2 separate regions of the Mus musculus genome follow, and region 2 is linked to region 1. A link is a contact called in public Micro-C data. All regions are on one chromosome and are shown on one strand. Each heading gives the region's core, a stretch centred on a gene start, on an enhancer-like site or on the middle of the called end of the contact. The rest is flanking DNA. Distances are from core to core; before and after follow the strand shown.

Region 1 (7,656 bases), core at 3,399-5,898:
CCCAGAGGACTTCACTATGGGACATACAGGTGCCAGGAGATAAGACCTGCTCCTTACTTGGAACCAGTGTCTTTGGTTGGGAGTAGCCCCATCTGGGGATGCTCACTGGAGATCAGCCTCAACAGAGGCGGCTTACTCTGTGTCCCTTGGTCCTCACTGTGTAGGGAAACAGATGAGGGGCAGCTCTGGCTGAATTCAAATGAAGCACTGAGTACAGCCAGGAAGGTGCTCTGGCTTAGTTCCCAGCCCTAGATCTCTGAAGCAGCAGAGATCATAACCCAGCAAGGCCAAGGAGCCTGAGGGACACCATGGGAGCATAGAACAGCCCCAAATGAAAGCATGCAGGGCTGGTTCACACCCACGTTTCCTATTTTCTACCAGGTGGTACCCGAAGCAGTTGCAGACTGACTCCTAAACTTTCTACAGTTTGACCTGTATTGTTATTTTAATACAGCTTTTAGGAGGCTGGAGAGATGGTTCAGTGGTTAAGAGAACTAGCTGCTCTTCTGGAGGACTAGGTACGATTTTCAGTACCCACATAGTGGCTTACAATCATCCCACAGGGATCTGGTGTCTTCTGAACATGAGGGCACTGTATACACACAGGCAAAACCCCAATACCCATAAAATAAAATAAAGACAAAAATTTCAATACCCCTTAAAAATTTCAGCTGGTGACTGAGCTCAGTTGATAGAGTGTTTGACTGACATTCAAGAAGCCCTGGGTTTGAGCCCCAGAACCAAATAAAACTAGGGATGGAGGGTACACATTTGTAATCCTAGCTCTGGGGAGGTGAAGACAAATCACCCATAGCTGTATATTGAGTTTCAGGCCAGCCTGGGTTACATGAGACAACTGTCTCAAAAAAAAAAAGTTTAACTGTATTTAGTATATACCTTAAAAAATGTTTTATTGGGGTCAGACTCAGGTTATTAGCTTTAAGTCCTACCCCCATCCCAAGATTGTATTGCTAATAAAGAAAGGGAGTGCTTTCTTAGAACGAAGTGCTGGGTTTGATCCCTGGCACCATACAAAGCCAAGTGAGGCCAGGGCCATGATGGCACAGGCCTTCAACCACAGCACCTGGGAGGCAGTGGCAGGTGGAGCTCAGACTTGCACAGAGAAATCCTGTCTTGAAAAAACAAAAACAAAAACCCAAGTGTGTTGGCTCACATTTCCCAGCACCTGAGAAGTGGAGACAGGCGGGTCAGAGGAGCTACCTGGCCAGCATGAGGCCCTGTCATGGATGGCCAGAGGACTGTCTAAGAGGTGGTTCTCACAGGTTGCATGGAGCACCTTAACAGATAACACTATTTTCTGGGCAAGAAGAGAAGAGTTTTGGAGAAAAGTGAGGATCTGAGACCACAAGACGAATGACATGCTTTTCAACAAAGCATGAACACAGGGAGAATCTATAGGTTATGAGATTCAAAAGGCTTACCAGAGCTGGGTTGTCATGGCCTATGCCAGAGTGAGGCAGAGGATCATGAGTCCAAAGCCAGTGTGAGCTTCATAGTGAGACCCTGTCAAAAGAAGGAACACAAAATTGGTCTGGGTCAATATAATGGGTACATGGGAGTTAATTGTGCTATTTCATATATTTTAGTGTATGACAACTTCCATGGAGTGGGTGAGATTTCCCAATGATTACAGCTAATAGAAAAAGGACTCTGCTGGGTGTGGTGTCACACGACTTTAATCCCAGCACTCGGAGGCAGAGGCAGGCAGATTTCTGAGTTTGAGGCCAGCCTGGTCTACAGAGTGAGTTCCAGGACAACCAGGGCTACACAGAGAAACCTTGTCTCAAAAACAAAGAAAGAAATGAAAGAAAAAGGACTCCAACCCAATGTGTTAGTATGTATGCAGCGGGACAATGCTTCAGTAGAAGAAACAGGCAACAGTATTCCTAGAGTTTATATTCTTACTGGCAGGAAACAGACCATAAACAAACAACAGATTTAAATCAACACCTCAAAGAAAAGGGTGGTAAGTGCTCAGAAACATCTCCAACAGGCAGCAGTTTTTTGTGCTTAGTGAGCAAGAAGAATGAAGTGGCTGGCATTGTTTTTGACTTTTTGATATGGTCTTCCCATGTAGACTTAACAGGTTTGGGACACCGTCCGGAGAGCAGGCTAACCTCCTACTCCCAAAGGTCCTCCCGGGTCTGATTCTGAACTGCTAGGATTATAGGCATGCACCATCACATCTAGCTTTGCCAATTTATCCTATCCTTTCACTTATAAGCAAATCCTAATTAGCGGCCATAATTATCTTATTCTAGGCAAAGATTTTAACCTGATTTTAAGCTCTTGCTCCCCTCTTTCCATTACGATAAACTCCAAATGTTGAGGGGTGGCTGAGCTCCAGGAGTGGAGTCTGTCCTCTGGGGCTGTTGGCATGTGCCTTTAATCCCAGCACTTAGAAAGCAGGCAGATCCCTGGGAGGTGGGGGCCAGCCCGCTGGTCTACATGTCTACATGTCAGTTCCAGGCTAAACCAAGAGCTACACGGGGAGACTCTAAGACAACAAAAGACTAACCTCTGGTGCCCCTTAAGAATCCTTGAAAAGAAAAAGGCTTTTTCTCCCCCCCAGGAGCAGCTCTCCTAGCGGCGCCATGAATTGGAAATAAAGCCTGTTTCTATTAGCTACAGTCGTTTGCCATCCTCGGGGCTCCAAAGCATCCTGTCCCCTGGCCAAGTGCAGCTTCCCTGTGCAAGGCGATGCTTCTAGAGAAGGACTCAATCAGGGCTGGACCGGTACCGGTGCTGTTCACTGAAGCACTCCCAGTCTTCCAAAAATTGTTCGGAGCAGAATTGGCATGCCATATATATATATATATGGCATATATATATATATGGCAAATCTGGAAACTTCCTGATTACTAAGAGGATAACCAGTCATATTTCCAGAAAGAGCTTGCGGACTACCATCACACAAGTAACTACTATTTCCATGTCAGAGATGGGCAACTTCAGTCGGTTCACAGAACCCACAATCCACACGAAGTAGTTCACCAGACAAGGTCCTTCCATCCCTTAGAAACATCTGCTTAAAGCCAGGAAGAATGTATGAGGAAACCTAGCATACATAGATAGTACTATCTATGACAAGCTAACATTTCTTGAAGATATGACTGATTCAATTGATATGTAACAGCCTTCTTGGATAAATCCAGCAACAAATATTTTAGTTTCCTGAAAACAAAACACAAACAAGCAAGAGGGGAAAAAATGCTTCTTGGCTCAAATTATAGGAATTTTTCACTGGCAGCTCTGTGGAGGGTTTTTTGCATATGTGCATTTAGGGTAGTATCGCAGATTGCATGTGTTCATCAACACTTAACACTCATTAAATAATAATGAAACAGGAGGCCTGGGTTGTTGTTTTTTTTCCCTCTAGGGTCTGTTCCTCAGTTCAGTGACCTTGGCCAAATCCATTTCTTCTCTCATATCTGATTTCCACATATCTGTTTCAGGATAATGTTCATGATAAGACTGCTTTGAGAGGTCTTCAGATTACATGTATGCTACTGTCCTTCATCAGTACCCTACGGGACCTTTGTGACTCTTCTACCGAAAGCCTTCACCCAGAGTTGTGTAGCCTGGTCAATACCACCTGGGGACGGTTCAGATGTTTGTGGGTCACTTAATGAGAACTTGAGCTATGCAGTCTGTTGCCCAAGCTACTGGGCAGAAGGAAAGCGGGAAACAGCTTTTCCTTCTACCTGCCGTTTCAGCCTCCTGTGTCTGACATTAGACTCTTATGTCACGAGATTTCTGCAGCGCTCCTCCAAACAGCGAAGGGGTGGAAAGGCCTACTCTGCCTTAGACTGCTACAGCTGTGTTGCACATTGTCTCAGAGGCTTACAAAATAACAGCCATCTTGCACCAAGAACCGCGGCCTAGGAAGAGGGCGAGCCCTGTCCCTCGGCCCCGGTGCCACCACCTGCGACGCGCTGACAGTCTCCGCACTGCCCCGCAGGCTGCCCCTCCTCTCCCGGGGCTAGAGTCTGCGACCGACTTGTCCTCAGGCGACTTGGCCCGAGCCTCCGGACCGGCCCGCGCTCGGCGGGGAGCGAAGGCGGGAAGAGGCCCGCGGGTCCCCCGCCCCTGGCGCGCCGCGCGGTCCGAAAGTGGGCGCGGGACTGGGGCTTCCACTTTGCCAGCTAGCTTCCCGCTTGGGCGCGTTTTCAACTGGGGCGCGGCGACCGTACGGTCCCGGCCTTCTCCCCGCCCCCACACGGGCCGGGAACCTCGGGGGCGCGCGCGGGGGCGATGCCCCTCCCCCCGCAGGCCGGGCGCTGGTCCGCAGCCCGCGCCGCCCTCCCCGCCCCCACACCCCCCGCTGTGCACCCCAAAGCTGGGCTTCGGGGGCTCACTTAACGCCTGCGTCCGACGGGGAGGGAGTGTGGGCCGGGGACGGACTAGGGCAGACGGCCCCTCGGCGGGCCCCTCGGCGTGTCTTTTGTGTTTGTACACACCGCGAGAGGCGGCGGGAGGAATGGGCGGGCGGCGCGCGGGGGAGGAGCGAGCGCGCGCCAGCGAACGAGCGCGCGGGGGGAGGGGAGGGGCGGGGCGCGCGGGGGCCCTGGGCGGGGCCGAGCCTTCCCTCCATTGTGTGTGATTGGCTGGAGCGCGGCGCGGGGCGGGGCGGCGTGTGTAGGGGAAAGCCTCGGTGTCAGCCATCTTTCAATTGTGTTCGCAGCCTTCGCCGCGCCGCTGCCGCTCTCCAACGCCAGCGCCGCCTCTCGCTTGCCGAGCTCCAGCCGAAGGAGAAGGGGGGTAAGTTTCTCCGTTTGCCCGCCTTCCCGGAGCCGGGCTCCGCTCGCCGTCGGCCTCGTAGGGGCCCACGGAGGCACCCACAGTCCCCCCGGGCTCGACCCGCAAACTTTTTGGCGCAGAAATGGAGATGGGGAGCGAGTTTGCCTTCCGCGGGCGGTGGCGGCGGCGGCTCCCCGGTCTCTCCGTCTCAGCCCAGCAGTGGCACCGCCGCGGCGTCGAGCCTGTCTCCCTCCGGCGCCGCGGGCTCCTCTTTCTTCGGTGAAATCCCTCCCGCTGCCCCTTCCCGGGACCCCAGACCTTCACCATGTCCCGCGCGAGCCTCTTAACTGCCGCCTCCGGGTCCCAGGCCCCAGTTTTTCGGGCGCAAAGGGGGTAAAATCGCCGCCGCTTTCCACCCCGGGCTAACTCGCTTTTTGCTGCCTCTCCACAGTTGTGCCTGAGCTTCACCATCTTGTCTCTCTTCTCTGGTCACCGACCATATTTTTTTTCCCCCCGTTTCTCTCTTCCCCATTTTAAAATGGAAGGAAAAAATTTTAAGAACATTTTTTTGCCTTTTTTGGAGAAAAAGAAACGATGCTTATGAAATGCAGAAAACAAAAAAAAAGAACTTTTGCATTTTTGGAGAGCGGCACGTGGCAGGGGATGGGGTATTTTCGAACGATTTGCTGTTTGTCTCTCTGGAAGGGAATCGGATACGTTTCCAATTGTTTCCATTTTGTGCTAGTCTTCGGGAGCCGAGTCGCTCGTTGCCAGCGCGGGGTGCGGGGACCGAGACGGGCAGGTCCGGTACCCCGAACCTAGGGACCCAGGGGAGGCAGAACCAAAAGTTTATGTGGTGCTGGGTGGGCCGGGCGGCCGGTGTCGAGCGCTAATTAAGCCTGGGTGCGGGGCAGTCGGCTTCCATAGCGAAGCCCGGGAGGGGGACGGGCTTTGTGGAATGCTCACTGGCGATGGCTGTTGTTCTTGCATTTCGAGACGCCTTTTTGTCAACATAACTATAAAGAAACAAACCTCAAGAATGTTTTTAGATATTTACAGCAACCCAACTGCCAGGCGCGAGAGGGGGGCAGCAAACCGAGCGGGGGGGGGGCGCTGAAACCTTTTTCTTTCTTTTTTTTCTTTTTCTTTTTTTTTTTTTTGGCTGTAATTTGACTCGACCTTTCTGTGTTTGTGGCTTCGTTCATTTGACTTGTTTGTGATCGAATGTTTGCAGACGTTTCTAATTTCTACTTTAATTAAATGAATTGGATCGAAAGCCATGGTGGGGGGCGTCTCTCTGGTTTTGGCTGTTTTATCGCTCGGAAATAGCTTTATAAAGTATAAATGCTGACAATTTTCTAGTTTGTTTTAAATCATGTTTGGGCGATAGATGTAATCCGCGCCCTTCCAAACTAATTATATAACAGTCCCCCCCCCTCCCCCATACTGATTAATTTCCAGATTTGGGGGGGGGGGGTTCTGGCAGGAATACTGTTATGTTTTAGTTGAATCCGATATTTTTTGTTTTTTAAACACTGATAGGTAAGTAAGGAGGTGTCCTTACCATGGCTCGTACAAAGCAGACTGCCCGCAAATCCACCGGTGGTAAAGCACCCAGGAAACAACTGGCTACAAAAGCCGCTCGCAAGAGTGCGCCCTCTACTGGAGGGGTGAAGAAACCTCATCGTTACAGGTATTTCTAAAACGTCGAGCAGTGGGATAGTGTCTAAGCAGTATGTCCGTGTAATTTAACAGGAAGATAGTCATACTTTTTGCTATGGGGAAAAGATGTTTCTCTCTTTTGAATGATTATTACTACTTGAATATGTATGCATATGTTTGTGAACACATGTATCTTAGTATTCAGTTTGATAGATAACATTACATTTTGAAGCTGTAATCTGATCTAAAAGCCTAAAAAGTCATAGTATAGTCAACTAGTGCTCTTAACTGCTGAGCAATCTCTCCAGCCCTCTAGTATAGTCAACTAGTAATAGGACACGTTAATATTTTTTTATATGGCCCTTTTTCTTTTTTTTCTTTTCTTTTCTTTTTCTTTTTCTTTTTTTTTTTTTTTGGTTTTTCGAGACAGGGTTTCTCTGCGTAGCCCAGGCTGTCCTGGAACTCACTAGGCTGGCCTAGAACTCAGAAATTCGCCTGCCCCTGCCTCCCGAGTGCTGGGATTAAAGGCGTGCGCCACCACGCCCGGCTCTTCTTTTCTTTTTTTTAACTAGTGAAGTCATACACTTTTAGGCAGCTCCTCATTTGTGGTAAAGTAACGACTTATGATAGGGAGACCAGTAAAGTTCCCAATGGTCATATTTACTTGGTGGGTTTTTCCCTACCTCATTTAGATATAACCAGTGTTGTTAAAGACATCAGCCATTAGAGGGCACAAGTTGCCCAAATTTACATAGACAGATTTTACAGTGAAAAGCTCAAGAGTAGAAGAAATAAGTCAGAATTAGAAAATAATTCTATAGGCAGTAACTTAAAACATTTTTTTGGCTGGGCAGTGGTGGGGCATTTAAATGCAGCAGGCAGGCAGGTCTCTGAATTTGAGGCCACCCAGGGCTATCCATAGAAACCCTGCCTGGGGGGTGGGGAGCAGAAATTTTTTTTATTAAGAAAAAAAACCACAAACAAGTTTTCAAATGTAGTTATGACTGATGCTAGAATGCTGGGAGATAAGACCCACTGAAGTGAATTGTTGAATTATGTAAGTCTTAGATGGGCCAAAGGAAAGTGATGCTGACCTCAGAAGAGACTAGGCAGCCTCTACCAACAGCCTAAGAGCTAATGTGTTCCCACGTTTTGTATGTTTAGAAGGCAGGGCTCATGTAACCCAGGCTTGCCTGGGACTTAGTATGTACCTGAGGCTTATGTCACACCTCA
Region 2 (7,656 bases), core at 2,354-4,853, 1.2 Mb before region 1:
TGGGGATCATCTGCCAAGGCTAAGCACTGTCCAGCTAAAAGCAGAAATCTTTCTTCTGCAAAGGAAGAAGTGAAGTTACTGAGATAGACCCCAGTTCAGCAGGGAGAGGGAGGAGAAATGGAGAGAAAGGGAAGACATTTAAAATTGGAAAGGCCAATAGTTTCTTCTGTGTCCTGGTAGTAATTCTGAACTGCAATGATATGCTGGCAACTAAGGTTGAAAGAGGAATAATAAAGATATTTAAAAAACAAAACAAAACAAAAAAAAAAAACCCTTGAATCCTGCTGAGTGTTGCTTTCTACATTATTTTCCTACCATGTTTGGGGGATGTGTAGTGGTTGGGGGAGACAAACATTTTACTGTGAATACAGTACTGCTACATGCAATCATAAGAATAAAGTTCACTCCATATTCCTTTTCCACTTTCACCCCTCCCAGGTAATCCAAGGAGAACTTAAAGGGATGAGGAGGGGGAAGGCTTTAAGCTCTTAGCAGTGATCTTCTGATGGTGGAGAAGCTTCAGTCATGCTTCCTCTTCATGTCCATAAATGGAGACCAAGCCTACTGATGCTATCAATTTAACCAAGGCTGGCTCGGGGGAAGCCCTCAAAGCCAGACTGACTCCCATAGCTGGCCTAGGGGCAGCAGAAGCTTGGTTCCTCTCATTCCCAGTAGTGTGGGTCAATCTGCTACACCAAGCTGGGGTAAAACATCTCAGAGAGAGAAAGTTGAGCTCTACTGTGTTAGGAAGGAAGTTCGAGGTGGGAACGTAGCTAGTGGTTGAGAACACCTAGCTTAGCATGTGAAAGCAGGGTTAGATCCCTAGCACATGCATGTGCACAACACACACATGCATTTCTTCTGAATAGTGTCTTCCATATCTTAGGGGAGCTGTCTATTCACTCACTGATTCATTCTTCCATTCACCTTTCAAACATCAGGTCCCTACGTGTTGGTCCTGGCACTGTGTTCGAGTATAGTATGGAGCTGAGATCATTTCAAAGACTTCAATGATTCAGTCACGCCAACTTTATTTTTAAGCAAAAGTTTAGGTTTATGAGGAGAGAATCAGCTGTGGGAAGTCAGTATGATGTGGGAGGAACAACAAGGTACCAAGAGATGGAAATCCTGGGTTTGAGTTTCAGTTCTACTACAAAGGCACTATGAGGCAATGGGCAAGTTACTTAACCTATCCGATTTCACATTCTTCTTCTAAATGACTGAATGACTTAAGATATCTCCCCTCTAAAATTCTTTCATTCTATATAGTAACACAGTCCATTGAAGTTTCCCACGTGACCAGAATTAGTCTTGTTTCTAGCTCAAGTTTCCATTTTGTCCTTTCAATGTTAGACCAAATATGAACAAGAAGTAACATTTTGTTAGAGCGAACAAACCGTCTTTCCACAAAATGACCTTTGGAGGTCAGGCTGGCCAATGCAAGATCTAAATCCGAAGGCAATGGTGTGACCAACTTGTGAGCTGGCAAGCTGCCATTAAAAAGAATGGAAATGGGTGTAGGCAGCCAACATTCTTGGCTGGTACATTTTTAATAAACACAGAAAACAAGAATAGCATTTTCCTCTTGGATCACTTAATTTGGTACTCATACCATGGGGACATCAGCTGTTAGCATAAAGATGATGGTGATTTCGTTAGATCAGGATGGGATTAGCTAGCAAAAATGAGAAGCAGGTTATGATGTCATTCGCAAGGAATTTTTATTGGTGTTTCTTGTCTCTGACAAGAGATAGTTTGAGTCATTACAGCAGTATCTCCACCTCTTCTGGTGGTGGTAAGGCTTTTATCTGAAACCTAAGCTCTGTTGTACTTACTATATTGGTATGAATGAACTAAGGAGAGCTGGGGTGACTTCTGGCTGAATGTGTCTTAATTCTTTCCCCAAGAAGATTCAATAGGCATTAGTGCTTTTTTTCCTCTTTCTAGACATTAGTTAACTTGTTGAATACTTGAGGTGCAAGCATTTTATACAGATGCCCTTTATACAAAGGCAGTGCACCTCAGAGCTGAGATGTTTTTCTAATCACGGCTATTGTACTAATAACACACGAGGTTGTTTGAGATGTATATTTCTGTCTCTTCTCGTAATATGGGCAACAAGGACATTTGGCTGACAGGGCTGTTTTCTCTTCAGTCCTTGGAGATCCTTGAATAAAATGCTCTGTGATGGCAAGCTGTAATTAGCTATGTGGGTGGAAATTAGTGTTCTTCAAGTACACCATGTTTAGAGCAGAGGCACCGTGCTTTTTACTACCCGAGGCCACCCTGGTCCTGTGCCACAGCTCTAGGTCACTGCTTCTTGCAGGGCTTCCTTCCAAAAAGCAAACCGCCTTTGTTGAGCTCTGAAACCAGGAGGCTTTTCATAGTTAAAACAGGTTAAACTGTTCTCCAGACAATTCAGGCATTGACCAAGGATGGATAGGATACGTTAGCTTGTCATTTGAAAGTGCCCAGAATGCCAGCTTTCATAAGTATCTTTAGAACCGCAGCTCATTTTATATGGAACATCAAACTTTTGAATGGATTCCTGCAGTATTGCTAGGTCCTCCATTTTGGATGTAATAGAAATCGGGTAGCTGCAAAAACCCTTTCTAACCTAGTCTAGGCATCTGTATACTGCGCACGAAAGCGGGCTCTCAGTTTTTAAAAAATTTTATTAGATCATTGGATTTGCTGTTTTTCATTCTACACCCCCCGCCCCAAATTCGGGCTTCTCAGAGGCCTCCTGCACCATCTGACTAAACCATTCGCTGCGTTAGTATTTTCTATCTACCTTCTCAAGGAGGTGAGCTCCAGACTAGGTGAAAGACAGAGCATTTAAAATTATCCTCAGTTTCCATCCCTCCCCGCCCCCGGCCGGGATTCCCTTTCAGCTGGTGACGACAGAAAGGGTTCCACGGGCTGCGTCTCTCGCGGCTGCACAGGGTTCCGCGTGCCTCGGGCCACCGCGTTTCCCGACACCGATGCGTTAGCTGTGTGTGTGTGTGTGTGCGCGTTTATGCGCGCGTGTGTTTGTGCAGTCATCCCAGTACTGTGCGCGCGTCGGCCGGATCCCCAGGTCCAGCACGCTCGGGGGTCCTCGGGAATCCGGGGGACGACGATGGCCACGTTTTGCGTGTTCGGAACTCTCCTACATCCCGCCTACATCCCACGGGTGGGGGTGGGTGGGAGGGAATCACATCGCGGCGGGGACGCGCAGAGGGGGATGCCGGCCCGCGCGCCCTGGTCCTCTCCGCGATCGCGCCCGGCTCGTCACGCCCCCCCCAACCCCCCCACCGCGGTTCGCTCCTCACCTCAGCCTCCGGGCTGCGGGAAGGCCGCGGCAGGAGAGCGCGGTCAAGGGCAGAGCGGGCGCCGAGCCCCCCTCCGACCGCGGGGGGCGCGGAGCCGGGTGGGCGGCAACAAAGGGCCGTGGCCGCACCGCCGCCTCGCCTCGGCCGCCGCCCCGCAGCCCCCTCGTGCGCAACGCCCCTCGCCCCGGGAGGGAGGGGGAGGGGAGCGGGCGAAGCGGGAGCGGCGGGGGCGGCGGGAGGAGGGCGGCGCCTGCGTGCTCCTCCGCCGCCCCGCCCCCGGCGCCCCGCGGCGAGCCCGGCTCTCCTCCCGCGGCTGCAGCAGCTGCCGGTTCCTCACGGCCTCGGCGGCGGCGGTGACGGCGGCGCGCTCGGAGCGGCCTCTGGAGCGGCGGGCGGGCGGACGGACGGACGGACGGACGGGCGCGCGGCCCCGGCGGCTCCCGTCTGAAGCGGCGGACGAGGCTCGGCGGGGAGGAGGCGGCGACGCAGGCGGAGGAGGCGGCGGCCGCCGGGGACCCGCTCGGCGCCTCGGCCCCGTGCCCCGTCCCCAGCCCGTGGTCGCTCGCGCTCGGCGGGCCGGCGCCTCGCCTCTGCGCGCGGAGATGGTGTAGCCCGGCCGCCGGAGCCGGAGCCGCCTCTGCTCGCGCGTCCCCGCGGCGTCCGCCTCCCCGCCTGAGAAGAGACCCTCCGCTCGGCGGCTCCCGCGCCGGGGAAGCCTCGGCGCCGCCGGCACCATGAGGTGAGGGGCGCGCGGGCCGCCAGCCATTGTGCCGCGGCGCCGCGACCGCTCTGCGCGGACCCGCCTGCCCCGGCCCGCGGCGCCGGCTCGGCTCTCCCGGCTCTTTCTCGCTCCCTTTTGTCCCTTCGGGTTTCTCCGGTCCAGCTGCCCTGCCCAGCCGCTCTGATTTGGGGGAGGGGGCTCCTCCCGGTGTCCCCCTCCGATGCTCTTCTTTTACCCAGGATTTCCCTTCCTCAATTCAATATGCCAGCTCCCTCCCTCCCTCCCCCAGCCTGGGTTAACGAAACCCAGGAGATGGGGAGGGGCTCGGTAGTCGTAGCGTGCTCGTTGCCGAGAAACAGGTATTTTCCGTACATCTGTAAAAATTCTCTGCACTTTTAGTACAAAGCTCTAGTGTTTAATTAAAAGGGGGGTGGGGAGGAAAGTTTGGAAGGTTTGAAATCTCTGCGGGGAATAAAGTGCCTCTGGTAGGGGTAAAGCGGAGGAGCGGGGAAAGGTGAACATTTCTCGATGGTGGGGGAAGGGAGAGCATTTACTAGGTTTCCTCTGGCGGGGGACAGTGTGAGGCTGGGATAAGTTGGTTGAGGTTTGTAAGCCCGGGCGGGGGAGGGTTTTGTTTGGAAAGCCCTTCTCTCCGGTTCGTAGCAGCCTGTGTTGCATTGCAGCAGAAGCGGCCGCGTTTCCCTTCCTCTGTAATCAATACAATTATTTATTTATTTTTCAGCCCCAAAGGAAAGTCTTGGATGTACCGTGGTGAAATGCTTTTTGATTGATACGGTGAAACATATGGTGTGATGTTTTTTAATTTTTGTCTCTCCAGTTGTGTAGGAGAATAAACCATGATGTGGTGTGTCACTCATTGGCGACCACCCACCCCAAGCCTTTCCTAAGGTTGTTTTGTGTCCATAACCTCCCGCTTTTGGATTGGTGCAAGACTTAGTGAGAAATAGGACCTCGTAGACTGAAGGCTGATGCATTTTGCGTACTCATCCTTAAAGGCCTCCCTTTTAGGTTAAACAATTGTGGATGAAGTAAATTCCTCCGTTTCTTCCTCCCTCCCGAGATAGTCTTTCAGTTCATTTGGATTTGAATCTCCTTTGTGTTAAAGATTAATGGCCGACGGTTGCCAAGACCTTTATAATGTAATGAAATGAGATTTGAATAATATCTTCAAATTCCTTCTCTTTGGCCTGAAAATCTTGTCATTGGAATTTCCCCCCTTATTTCTGTTTGAAACTTTAGCTTTTATATCCCCCTCCTCAAAAAAAAAAAAAAAAATCAGGGTTGAACACAGACCCGTTACAATTTTAAGTATATTTTTGTGCTGTGTTTACTTAAGCTTACTATGAATTTTTCTGATTCTGGGTGACAGATCTTTATGTTAGTGTTAGATTTTTGCCAAGTGACCCCTTTTCCTGGGTGATTTCATACAACTTATTTCAAATGTTTAAAAAGTAATTAATGGCATAGAAATCAAGATTAATCTTTGTAAAATGCAAGTTGAGAAACCTGTTATATTTTTGTGCATTTTTGCTAAGCTACTGGTGGCCTTGAAAATTCAGGAACTGTTAAAAAACATGACTGTTCTGTCAGGTAATATTACATACTGTTGATTGTACTTTAGTGACATAATGCTATATAGGTCTTGCCCAACAAGTTAGTAGTTAGTAGTTTTTTGGTTTTTTTTTTTCAGACTTGCAATAATTTTCTTAAAACATTAAAAGGACAAAATAAAGCAGGGTATTTTAACATTTGATCAAAGCTATTTGAAAGCTTGTGAACAAAATATATTCAAGTTTGAAGTATTTAGTAAAACTTAAATCATACACTGTCTCAGTAAGTTATGTCTGGACTTAGAAGTTCTAGCTTCTAGCGAAATATAACTAATGCTTTGAAAGCTGTTTTCTTGCCATATTTCTTACTAGCTGTAGAGATAGAGAAATCACACTGACGTTTTCCCAGTGGTGTAAATACAGAACATTCCCCCCAGGTCTGAGGAGTTTGCGCAGTCTACAGTAATTCTTTGTAGGCTGATTTTGAATAATTTAAGAGCAGAAAAGAGGATCAGCTAGTTTTTCACTTTGAAGGGCTTTGTAGAGTCGCTCTTGAGCAGTTCCTAAGAGGGTGAGGGTAGGGTGGTTTGGTCTGAGGTAACCTCAGATGCTGTAGGAACTAAAAGTTAACCTTTTCATGGAATGACAACCCCCCCCCCCCCAGATCCCCCAACCCAGAAACAGAGATATTGAAGAGGGCATTTCCATTAAGTTGGTCGGAACTCTGAGGCAGTAAGTATCTTACAGAATTGAGTATTTGTGGTAAGATCTCTCAGATGTTTTAAGTTTAGGAACAGTGTGTTTTGTCACATAGTGTACTCTTATACAGTAGGCAACTGTGCGTTCCTGAAAGTCTAAAGACACAATCTACATGTAAAGTGCTGTGTATAGAGTTATTAGATCTTGATTAGAGGTGAGCAGTAATAACAAGTGGTCTAGGATTTACAAAGGACAGTGAACCAGTTGAGGGGGGAAAAGCTACAGGCCAAAAAATACCAAACTGGTATCTGTAGTAGCCTGTTGAGTTTGGTTCTGTACTGTTTTTCTTGTCATGTATTAGAAGCATGGAAGATTCTTTATGATTGAAGTATGTATGGGATGGTATTTTTTTTTTTAATTTTTATTTTTTTGGTTTTTTGAAACAGGGTTTCTTTGTATAGCCCTGCCTGTCCTGGAACTCACTTTGTAGACCAGGCTGGCCTCGAACTCAGAAATCCGCCTGCCTCTGCCTCCCAAGTGCTGGGATTAAAGGTGTGCGCCGCCACACCCGGCTGGGATGGTATCTTTTAAAAACTAGTTGATCACTCAAAATTTTATGTCTTTCTTTTTTTAAAGAGAAAGAAGAACTTATTATTAAAATAGTTCCCTATAGTCTGGTTTCTAGGAAGAGCTCAGAACATTTTAGATTGGCATTTTTGTGCCATAGTGTATGACCTTGGCTACTGTAATGCTAGATACTCAGAGTTTCTCATATAAAAAAGGCAAAGTGTGGTTATGAGGATTCGGCCAAAGCTACTTACTGAGTGACCTTGACTAAGCATATAATTTCACAGACACAGCACACAGCTTTACGATATATGTGTGTGTGTGTGTATATATATATATATATATATATATATATATATATATATATACACACACATACACATATATATCAGTATAGATATATAAAGCTGTATGTAGTTTATTTATTTGCTTTTTGAGACAGAGCTCATGTATTTTATGCTGGCCTGTGACTCTATTGTATAACTGAGAATGACCTTAATTCTGATTCTCCTGTCTTCACCACCAGAATGGTAGGATTACAGACTTGAGATGGCATCCACAGCTCTATGCTGTATTGGGGATTCTACCCAGGGCTTGCTGGATAAACATTCTGCCAACAGAGCTCGTCTGTGCCCCAGCACATACCTAGGTGACTCTTCACCCGGTTGTGAGGACCAAACATAGAAGGTGCTTTGTGTGCTTCCCTTGTTTTAAGACGCAAACTTCTTTTAGACTAGTTGTACAAAACTTTTGGGCAATTTGCTTCACTGTTGACCTTATTTAA

Evidence for each region. A called contact is a pair of places that touch in the nucleus more often than the background predicts.
Region 2: a contact with region 1 is called in a Micro-C map of embryonic stem cells, with 4 times the contacts expected there. The contact joins the promoter of Enah here to the promoter of H3f3a in region 1. A contact is called at or near these places in 1 of 484 Hi-C or Micro-C datasets (embryonic stem cells) and 1 of 9 other capture datasets (adipose tissue).

The regions. Positions count from the first base shown.
Region 1 is chr1:180,810,597-180,818,252 of GRCm38.p6, reverse strand. It overlaps H3f3a (H3.3 histone A), which reads left to right and starts at 4,648. Exons shown (of 4, transcript NM_008210.5): 1 at 4,648-4,782; 2 at 6,304-6,454. The coding sequence starts at 6,327.
Region 2 is chr1:182,015,927-182,023,582 of GRCm38.p6, reverse strand. It overlaps Enah (ENAH actin regulator), which reads left to right and starts at 3,603. Exons shown (of 15, transcript NM_010135.3): 1 at 3,603-4,053. The coding sequence starts at 4,049.